Linked DNA regions of Mus musculus: regions 1 and 3 are each linked to region 2. A link is a contact called in public ChIA-PET and Hi-C data. All regions are on one chromosome and are shown on one strand. The core of a region is the stretch at or near the end of the contact, and the rest is flanking DNA. Distances in the headings are between cores, read along the strand shown.

Region 1 (3,110 bases), core at 217-2,716, 170 kb before region 2:
GTGCCTTGACCAGCAGGATGGAACAGATTATAAAGGCACTTGCCAGGCAAGTTTTACAACCTTGGTCACATCCTCAGGACCACGTGGTAAGAAAGGACCGGTACACACAAGCTGTCCTCTGACTACCACACTCTAGCTGTCACACACACACACACACACACACACACACACAATCTCACATCCGTTCCAAATTTACCGCCTTCTACACAGACATATACACCTCAGATTTATATCATATCCATACACATCTCATATATCTCATATACACAACAACAACAACAACAACAACCAGAATAAATGGAATCCAAACATTTTAAGGAAATAGTGTCCTGAGAAAAGCCGCCTTGTTCAGCGACCATGGTTTTCCCTCTCCTCTCCACCAGGTGGGGACGTTGAGCTTTGTAGTCTGCCTTGTTGCGCAATTCTTCCCCTTCACGGTGGGGTTCCGGTGAGCTAGCTAAGAAGGCAAACACCTTCCTTATTCAAGGGTATGAAAGTCCAGCCCCCTTAGCTGCATTTTACAGCCCTGTATTTTAATCATTTACTCCAGGTAATAAAAACAATAAATCGGACAAGGCTTGGTTGTGTTAACTAAATGTGGTCAGCACAGAGCCACTGTCAGAAATGACCCCAGAAGACTAGAGAGCTGTGCTAACAAAATACCATTGAGAGTTCACTTCTACTGCACACAAAAAAGCAAACATTAAAGTGTGGAAATAAACCTTGGGCCACCCAGGCAAACCATCCTGTATCCGCTTGATTAAGAAAAGTCGTTCTTATTTTCCAGGTGCAACGCTGAACTTCAAGTCGACCGGTACACTAAAATTAAGTCGCTGTAACTAAAATGGAAAAGTATGAAAAGCTAGCTAAGATCGGAGAAGGGTCTTATGGCGTTGTATTCAAGTGCAGAAACAAATCTTCTGGACAAGTAGTAGCGATCAAAAAATTCGTGGAATCTGAAGATGATCGTGTCGTTAGGAAAATAGCCCTGCGGGAAATCCGTATGCTGAAGGTAGGTCCGTCCCGCTCTGCAGGCGGCATCTGCACTCTGAAGATGCTGCGTGAGGCAGGCACACTAAAACGAGTGAGAAGAGACAGGGTTTCTCTGTGCAGCCGTGGCTGTCCTGGAACTCACTCTGTAGAGCAGGCTGGCCTCGAACTCAGAAATCCGCCTGCCTCTGCCCCCCAAGTGCTGGGATTAAAGGCGTGCGCCACCACTGCCAGGCGACAAGTCCGACTTAACTCCTGGGGTTCAGCCACTTTGGGAAGCATTGTTGGACTTTGGCTTCTGACTTTAACTGGATGTGTGAGTAGGGGGTTAAAACATGGAAGCATTGGCCTTCAGTACACCACATCCTGATTTGGAAACATCCACCCAAGTGTCCTGACCCCACTATTTACCAGATGCCTGCCTTGTCTTCTGGACATTGCCCCCACACACTTTTCCAACCAACCAGCAGAACTACAGGAGCACTTCCCTTCCCGGCAGAGAGGGGGCCCCCAGTACCGGTGGAGGTATCAACAGGACCTGCCTGTGCCTAAGAATCACCCAGCCACCTTCATGGTTTTTACATTGTTTCCTTTTGTTGCCATTGTCTTTGATGGAACTCCATGTAGAAGTTTCATGTGTTCCCAATGGAAATGTTTGCCCAGCCTAAAAATCCTTACATTTTTTAAAAGAACTTTCAGGCCTGGGGTGTGCTTCTCCAATGCGAACATCCGTGGAACCCCTAAATCTACTGAAATACAGAGTTTAGAGGTAGAGGGATCTGGGATGGGTTCCAAAGTGTCTCATTTTTAACAAGCTCCCAGGGGTGGAGACACCACTAATGGGTGAACACACGTTCATTAGCAAGACCCTACAGTTTGAAGAGCACACAGTCACTTTCTAAGTATCTCATATTATTTTTAATGGACTTTCGGCTTGTAAATGTGAAGAACAATTAGATTGTTTCTACTTTTCAAGTATCATATGCATAAGTTTTCCCCATCAGTTGCAGTTTTATTTAAAATAGAATTTGATTTAAAAAAAAAAAAAAAGTTCGATCTTAATACTTGGTCGGCAGAGGGCGCTAGTGACATTGTTGGGTCCGGCGGACATTGTTGGGCAAAGCTGCAGGATCTAAGACCAAAAAAAGCTGCTAACTTAACCTTCTCCCGCGCCCTCTCTGGTCTTTAGATAAATCTAATACTTAGATTATTGCTTGCAGGTTTACCTTCTAATTTAAAACAGCCCAAATCTAAGGGTGAACCTAAGACGCAAAGTAGCCCAAGCTTCGTCCCCTCCGCCAGGCTCAGAACCTTCTTTCCTGCCTCTTGCTGTTGCTCCCTTGCTAGCTGGGAACACATCCTCCTTTATGTTCCTCACACTCTCCTCCTATTTAACTTGGATTGGCCTTTCCTTCACACTACCCTTTACACCCCAGGCAACCACAGCACCGGCTAAGTCAAGGTCATTTGCTAAGGAGCTGTGAATCGCTGGCCGGCCCCTGGACAGTTTGGCCAGGTTACACTCGGGCACCGCGTGGAGCTGCAGCGTCTGGAAATCCCTTGTCCACCTGGCAGGGAAACGGTCCAGCTTCCAACCCGTGGTTTTGCTAGAGCTCTCTTGCAGCGCGTGTCTTGTGAAAGTACCCCTGTCGCCCTTTGACCTTCGGCTCTTTCAGTCCTGGACATACACAGAATGCAGATTGACCCGGGGCTCTGGACACATTTCCTTCCTAGTTAGAATAGATTCTCATTTCCCCAACTATTGGGCAGCAGCTGTCAGGTGATTTTGTTGTTGTTGTTGTGTGTAGGAAAATTGATCTGTTTGCTAGATATACAAGGGAAAGGAGTTACAAACAGGTGAGGTCATATGTCCTGGTTTTTGCCCTAGCTTCCCATGTAGCTAATACCCCACCACTCTCAGAGGTGAGCTACTGTGAACCCTAAACTATCTGGTCTCTCTCGGCAGAGGCAGAGTAGCCATGTTAGCTAGCTTGACTACAGCTGTTCTGGTTTCTGCCTGTTACACTGACTTCTACACTAAGATTTTTTAGTAACCCAGGGGATAGGTTATCAAACTTCATTAGCATTTTACTTTTGGTTTACAATATTGAACAAGGGGC
Region 2 (3,202 bases), core at 366-2,865:
TGTATAAGGCCCTGACTGGGACAGAGGCTCAGGGCCCCTGGTGCTCGGAGGAGGGAGGGCCCGCATGGATGCCTGCAGTGCTGACTCCTGGCATGTATTATCGAATGGATTCTAGGCCTTCGATCGGGTTTACTAACTGTAAGTAAGATTAACACTGATGTTGGTGAGATTCGCCTTTCTGCTTTATAATCAAAAGTAAGTGCTAGGTCATCGAAGAGGAGAGAGAGCCTTACGTCGCTTCCGTTCTAAAACAGAACTAAAGAGGCCTTCTCCACATTTGAGCCTGAATTTCTGCACCTTTGATAGACTACAAATCCTGAAAAGCAATTTATGGCCACACTAACCTTTTGGGACCTTTAATAGCTGGTTTCATTGCCTTGATAAGTGATTAAGAAATGTAAGATTCCCAGTGGCAGAGTAAGCAAGTGTGGAGCAGACCTGTCTATTCTGCTTCTAGTACTCCCTGGGTGAATGACTGACATGCGCAACACAATGTCTTCCACAAAGCACTTGACACTTTTTTTTTAAATGGCAAATAAAAGTATAAAGGATGAGTCTGCTTTAGAAAACTCTAAAGAGGTTGGCTGTCTGTCCTGACATCCTATGATTTGATTCAGTATGGCTTTCTGTGCTGTTTATCACTATGCAGATTGGTTTTGAGTGACCTTAAATTATAAGCATTTGATAAGAGCCCATTTGACTATTCAGCCACAAATAAATATTGGTCTTACAGAACTGATGTTAGAACATAGGAATGAAGAAAAATCCATTTCATGGGATTTACGAGCTAGTATAAATATGTAGACAATATTTTATAAGTAGAATATTGTACATTAAAAATGTAACTACAGGGCAGTGGTGGCGCAAGCCTTTGATCCCAGCACTTGAAAGGCAGAGGCAGGCAGATCTCTGAGTTCAAGGCCAGCCTGGTCTATGGAGGACAGCCAGAGCTACACAGAGAAATTCTGTCTTGAGAAAACAAACAAAACAAATGTAACTGTTATGAAGAGAAAAGAGGACTGGTGAGTAGAAGTGTGGAATTTAACTGTAGTGATTAGTTAGCCTCATAGAGGTACACAAACCTTCCAAGAGGTGAAATAATGAGACATCTAAGTGGCTCAGGCAAGAGCCAGTTCAATAGTTCAGAGGCAGGGGCATCCTTGGTATATCTGAGAGCACCGAGGCTGCTAGTGTAGGTGAGAAATGGATATGGATAGACTATAAAGAGGTGCCACTGGGAGTTAAGCACTGAAGATCACTTAAAGCTTTAAACGCCATTGTCATCATTCTTAGAGCCCGTCCCCAACCTGGGCATCACCGCTCCAGGGAGGACTTGAATGGCCTTTCACAGGGTCACCTAAGACTACTGGAAAGCACAGATATTTACATTACAATTCATACAGTAGCAAAACTACAGTTAGGAAGTAGCAACGAAAATGATTGGCTGGGAGTCAGCACATGATATTAAAGGCTTGCAGCAGGCGCAAGGGTGAGAGGCGCTGACTTGGGTTGGGGCTGAAGCATTGGCAAGATCCACTTTACACTCACTGTGTGTGGGGAAGGACTAAAGTAAGAGCACGAGGGGGCGGACGAGGGCAGCGGAGCGGAAGCCAGGGCAAAGACTGAGTCGGGACCGTATCAGACCACGCCCACTTCACCACAGCCCGAACATCCTGACAGACACAAACCCAGAGCTGTCAAAGCCAACTTCAAGGCTTGAGGCCAGAGCAACACGAATGAAGATTACCACTAACTGAGGTGGGGAAGATACTGTGGGAAAGGCTTAGATATAAGTTTGAACATTTAAAAAAGTAAATCTGACATCAAAGGAAACCACAAATCCCAGAATGCTTAGCAGCCACAAGTCCTAAAGCCACTTCTGTTTCTAAATCACTGTGTGACAAGGAATCCCAACTTTACTGGAAGCATTGCTGTTTTGGGCTCTTGTAGAAACTTACTAATGGCAATGTTTTGTGAAAAAGTTAGTATAAACACTAGATAATTTTATTGTCCTAAGACTGTTATCTAAGACATTTAGTCATTCATTTGTCAGGGCTTGCAATTGATTTTTTTTCTTGAATATAAAATCAGTTTGCCAGTTAATAAGGAATACTTGCCATGTGTATGAATGTACTTTAATAAAATTTCAATGCAAAGCGCTTATTACATAGGTGACAAATTTAGGAATTCAAAATCTCAGAATAGCTAAATGTAAATGCAGCTCTGTGGACCAAGCCCAAAGTCACCCCACTCTAACAGGACTGAGGCAGTTCTGGGAATCCGGGAATCACAGTGTCATCGCTGAGATGACATAAGAAAGACGAGGTGGAAAAGCAGTTAGCCATCAGCTACCACAGAATTCCACTTCAGGAGTTTCATAAACAATCTAGCTTCAATCTCAGATGAGCTTAAACTCTTACAAAATGAAATAGCCCAGCAAAAGAACCTTAGCATTGTAACCCACACATCCCTTTCTCAGATGGTCCAATTCTGAACTCCGAGAAATAACATGCTCCTTGCGTGGGCTTGTATGTAGACTCTTCAAGGCTGCAAGTCACTCCTGGGACCTCCTAGCAGGAAAGTCTGCATCTCTGGTAAAGTGGCTTCATTCTCCTATCACCCGGATCATTTCCTGCAGACACCAGTGGTCAGAGGGCTGGAGACCAGAGGTAGAGCAACTGTCTCACCTTGACTTCATCCCTAACTCGTCATTAAGCCAAATATCACGGTCACTAAAGCCCCCACCTCCCCTTTCAGCTTACAGTGCTATCTAGAAAGATTATGGAATGCGCCAGAAGGAAACAGAGTAACCCATTACTCTTTTCATTGGAGAAGTGTTTTAGTATCAGTGAGAGTGGCATGATATCTTTAATTGGTTCTGAAGATGTCTGTATCTTCTCCTCTGATTGGCGTTTTCCTTAAACAGAAATGTGAGGGACTGAGCTGACGGTGCTGAAGTTTGGCCATATGCAAAGTGGAAGTGATTTATGAAGCATTAAAAAAAAAAGCAAGCATAGCCTTGCCCTTGAGAGGACTTGCTGTCTTAATAGGAAGGTAAGACAAATCTCAAAAGATGAAGTAGTCACACCACACAGGATCTCAGAAAGATGAGGCCTTCACGTGGATCTTAAGGATCCGCTCAGCGGGAAGAGGCAGAGCGAGGCTGTGAAGCTGACTGAGCTGGAAGGGCATGGCTCAGAGG
Region 3 (3,035 bases), core at 326-2,825, 130 kb before region 2:
AGGGGGCTTAGTTTAGTTTAGAATGCATTAATGTATGTAGAAGCTGGGCTATTTCAGATTATTTGAAATTGTAGCTATTGTTAATTAGCACTTAATAACTAACTAGCATTATGGTAGTCTAAACTATTAGAGTTTACTACAAAGAGGTTTTGATTGAATTATATTAAACATATAATATGGATTTTAAAAATTTAAGATGTTTAAGAAAGCTATATAAAGATTAAACATTTTTGTGGCTGTATATTTGTGTATATACCTTGGTTGTTCTTTAAATTATTTTAATAAAAGCCAGAAACATTTCTGTCTCCTAACTTTTATTCAAATCAATGATTAGTCTATTACCTAATGCTTCATACTTAACTGAGAAAACTGTCCCCTCTCTTTGTGATTTCCACCTTGTGTTTCCAACAGGTTGCAATATCTGAACAGCTGACTCAGCAAACTGCTCTCGAGGGGATTTTTACAAATGGGAAACTAGCAAAAGCTCTCCCAGGCTGACCAGCCAGACACTTAGTTCTGAGAACATCTTGACAACTTTAGCTTTAGTAGCTTCGCAACTTTGGCTGCAAGAGTCTTTCTATTTTATTTAACAGCATATTTCTCTGCCCCGGTATAGTCCTACAGAATGTAGCATGGTTGTGCATCTTTAGTTTCAGCTTGCAGAGTGCTTTGTGTGGGCTTACAAAGAAGAAACAAACTCAAGACCAAATACAGAGCAGCTATCAAAGAGAGAAGCATTTGTGGTGAGTGAGGTAGTGTCAAAGCTGCCTCATTTCTTTTCTCTCAAATTAATCTCTCTGCTTTCTGTGTATGAATGACTGTGTGTGTATGTGTGTTCATGTGAGTGTGTGCATATATATGCATGTGTGTACATATGTGTGTGCATATAAGTATGTGTGCATGTGAATGTGTGTGCATGTGTGTTTGTGTGTGTGTATTTGTGCATGTGTGTGTGTGCACACATATTTGTGTGTAGTGTATACATGCACATACCTGTTTGTGTGATATTCACCCAGTGGGGGCATGTGGAAGTTAGAGATGAGAGATATTTCTCAATCCTTTCTCTACATTATTCTTAAACATTTATCTATTCATCTGTACATCCATCCATCCATCTATCTATCTATTCTTTGCCATCAAGAAGTGGTGGCCCCTTTATCCCATCTCACATCCAACCAGGATGAAGCCCTGACTTCAAACCCCAGTACTGGAAAAAAAAGAAGAGTATTATATGAAACAAAAAGACAATTGTGTTAATATGCTTTGTAATCTAAGAAGCTATATAAGTATTAATTATTCTCAGCACCCTCTAAGACTTAAAATTTTCTTTAACTACACTTGTTTCTTTAATATATGGGGAGAGGCATGCATGCTCAGGTGTGTATGCGGAGGTCAAAGGTTAACTTAGAACCTTAGCACAAAGGTGGAAGGGTGTGAAGGAAGATTTGGGGGGAAGGGGAGAGAAGCAGCAACAGCTAGCTTACCACTAGAAACAAGTCCGTGCTGGTTACCTGCGTTGAAGTCACTGTCTGGGATCGCTACCATCCTCCCTCCACTTCAGAGTAGAAGCCGCTTTCCCACTTCTACATAGTTTGCGGGGCAGCTCAGGCACACATCCGGGCACCATAGAGTCTCAGGTCTCTCCACTGCAATTCAGCGGATTGTGTTTTGATTTTTGTTGTCTGTCCTTTGCTGCTGCTGCTGCTGCTGCTGCTTTGTTTTGAGACGGGCTCTCTGGTTGCCCAGTCTTGAGTTTGCTCTGTAGACAAGGCTGGCCTAAACTCCTAATCCTCTGGCCTCCACCCCTAATCCTCCAGTGCTGGGATTGAAGGTATTCATCACCCCACCAGCTCTTTTGAACTCTTTGTGGCTTGAAGTTGAGCAAACCCAAAACTAATTATGACCTACTAAATGGCTAGCCTAAAAGAATTTTTTAAAAAAATTGTCCCAGCATTCTGCTTTAAATATGCTACATGAAAGTCTATCTCAAGAAAGAAAAAAAGTGGGGGTTGGGGAGAAAAGAAGAAAGGAAAGAAGAGAAGAGAAAAAAAAAAGAAGAAGGAAGGAAGAAGGAGAAAGATGAAAGGAAAGGTTTAAAAATGTGTAGAAAACAACAAAGCAAACCACCCAGCCAGAGCTAACTGCAAAACCACCGCGCAGCTCCTAGATAGCTTTTGTTTTCTCAAAAATGAAAGTTAAAGTTTTTTTTTTTCTTTTGTAAAAGCAACCATTTGAAGAACAGGAAACCCCTGGATTCACAGGGGTGACAACTAACTACTCTGTATATATTTTTTCCAAATATTTTCTCACAATCTCTCTCAAGAAATTATCAAATTAAATGTTTAATGAGTGTTTTGTCTAATCATCCTTTAATAGTGTTTTGCAGCTGGATTGAGTATTTTACAAATTTTCTATGATGAGTGTTAAAAATAGCACTGGCTTTTCTTCTTCCATAAATAATATTATTCGTGGGCAATCTGAAAAGTATAGATAAACCCAAATTAAAAAAAAAAAAAAAAGAAAGAAAGAAAAGAAAAGGAAGGACCAAAGAAAACCAATGTAACAAAGAAGAAAGTCTCACTCATGACTTCCAGAACTAGAGAGAATAATGGCTGTTTATATTCTACACATGAACATTTTAATCTGTTTGTACAGACACCTGTGTTTCACAGAAATAAAATTACACTGGCCATAGCACCTTAGCTATACCTCTTGTCACTTTGTAATACTGTGAATATTTAAATCTATTACATAATGGCAGCTAGAGAGACTGCTTAGTGGGTAAGAGTATTTGTTGCTCTTGCAGAGGGCTTGTATTCGTTTCCCTACCACCCACATATTGTCTCACAGCCATCTATAACCCCAGTTCCAGGGGCTCCAATAGGCTTACACGTGGTACACATACATTCAGGTAGGCCAAACATCCATATACATAAGGTAAAATAAGTACATTTAATTTTAAAATAAGTATTCATAATTTTATAGGCATTCAGTTATTACCGGTTTTTGCTTTTTAAATCGATGCCTTGAGTGTT

The links. A called contact is a pair of places that touch in the nucleus more often than the background predicts. ChIA-PET counts read pairs in DNA pulled down with a chosen protein or histone mark.
Region 1: a contact with region 2 is called in a Hi-C map of bone marrow-derived macrophages, with 29 read pairs. The contact joins two enhancer-like sites. A contact is called at or near these places in 1 of 39 promoter capture datasets (hematopoietic stem and progenitor cells), 3 of 15 datasets of contacts at CTCF or cohesin (the NIH/3T3 cell line, large pre-B cells and pro-B cells), 51 of 484 Hi-C or Micro-C datasets (the 63-12 cell line, B cells, the C10 cell line and 31 more), 22 of 115 datasets of contacts at active chromatin or transcription factors (CD8 T cells, the HPC-7 cell line, bone marrow-derived macrophages and 13 more) and 4 of 9 other capture datasets (adipose tissue, embryonic stem cells, liver and 1 more).
Region 3: a contact with region 2 is called in an RNA polymerase II ChIA-PET map of memory CD8 T cells, with 9 read pairs. The contact joins two enhancer-like sites. A contact is called at or near these places in 2 of 115 datasets of contacts at active chromatin or transcription factors (effector CD8 T cells and memory CD8 T cells) and 1 of 9 other capture datasets (adipose tissue).

The regions. Positions count from the first base shown.
Region 1 is chr17:80,558,252-80,561,361 of GRCm38.p6, reverse strand. Cdkl4 (cyclin-dependent kinase-like 4) reads left to right here. Exons shown (of 10, transcript NM_001360143.1): 2 at 788-1,012. The coding sequence starts at 845. Among named protein-coding and RNA genes, the nearest start is that of Cdkl4, 18 kb to the left of the region's middle. Within about 2 kb of position 1,466, at least 36 of the 459 cell types and tissues checked have an H3K27ac peak or open chromatin away from gene starts, as enhancers often do. A contact at or near this core is called in B cells, CD8 T cells, bone marrow-derived macrophages and 2 more, where this site is marked.
Region 2 is chr17:80,390,259-80,393,460 of GRCm38.p6, reverse strand. It overlaps a transcript of Arhgef33 not described here. Among named protein-coding and RNA genes, the nearest start is that of Gm10190, 18 kb to the right of the region's middle. Within about 2 kb of position 1,615, at least 67 of the 459 cell types and tissues checked have an H3K27ac peak or open chromatin away from gene starts, as enhancers often do. A contact at or near this core is called in B cells, CD8 T cells, bone marrow-derived macrophages and 3 more, where this site is marked.
Region 3 is chr17:80,520,826-80,523,860 of GRCm38.p6, reverse strand. It overlaps Cdkl4 (cyclin-dependent kinase-like 4), which reads left to right. Exons shown (of 10, transcript NM_001360143.1): 10 at 1-311. Among named protein-coding and RNA genes, the nearest start is that of Sos1, 42 kb to the right of the region's middle. Within about 2 kb of position 1,575, at least 29 of the 459 cell types and tissues checked have an H3K27ac peak or open chromatin away from gene starts, as enhancers often do. A contact at or near this core is called in memory CD8 T cells, where this site is marked.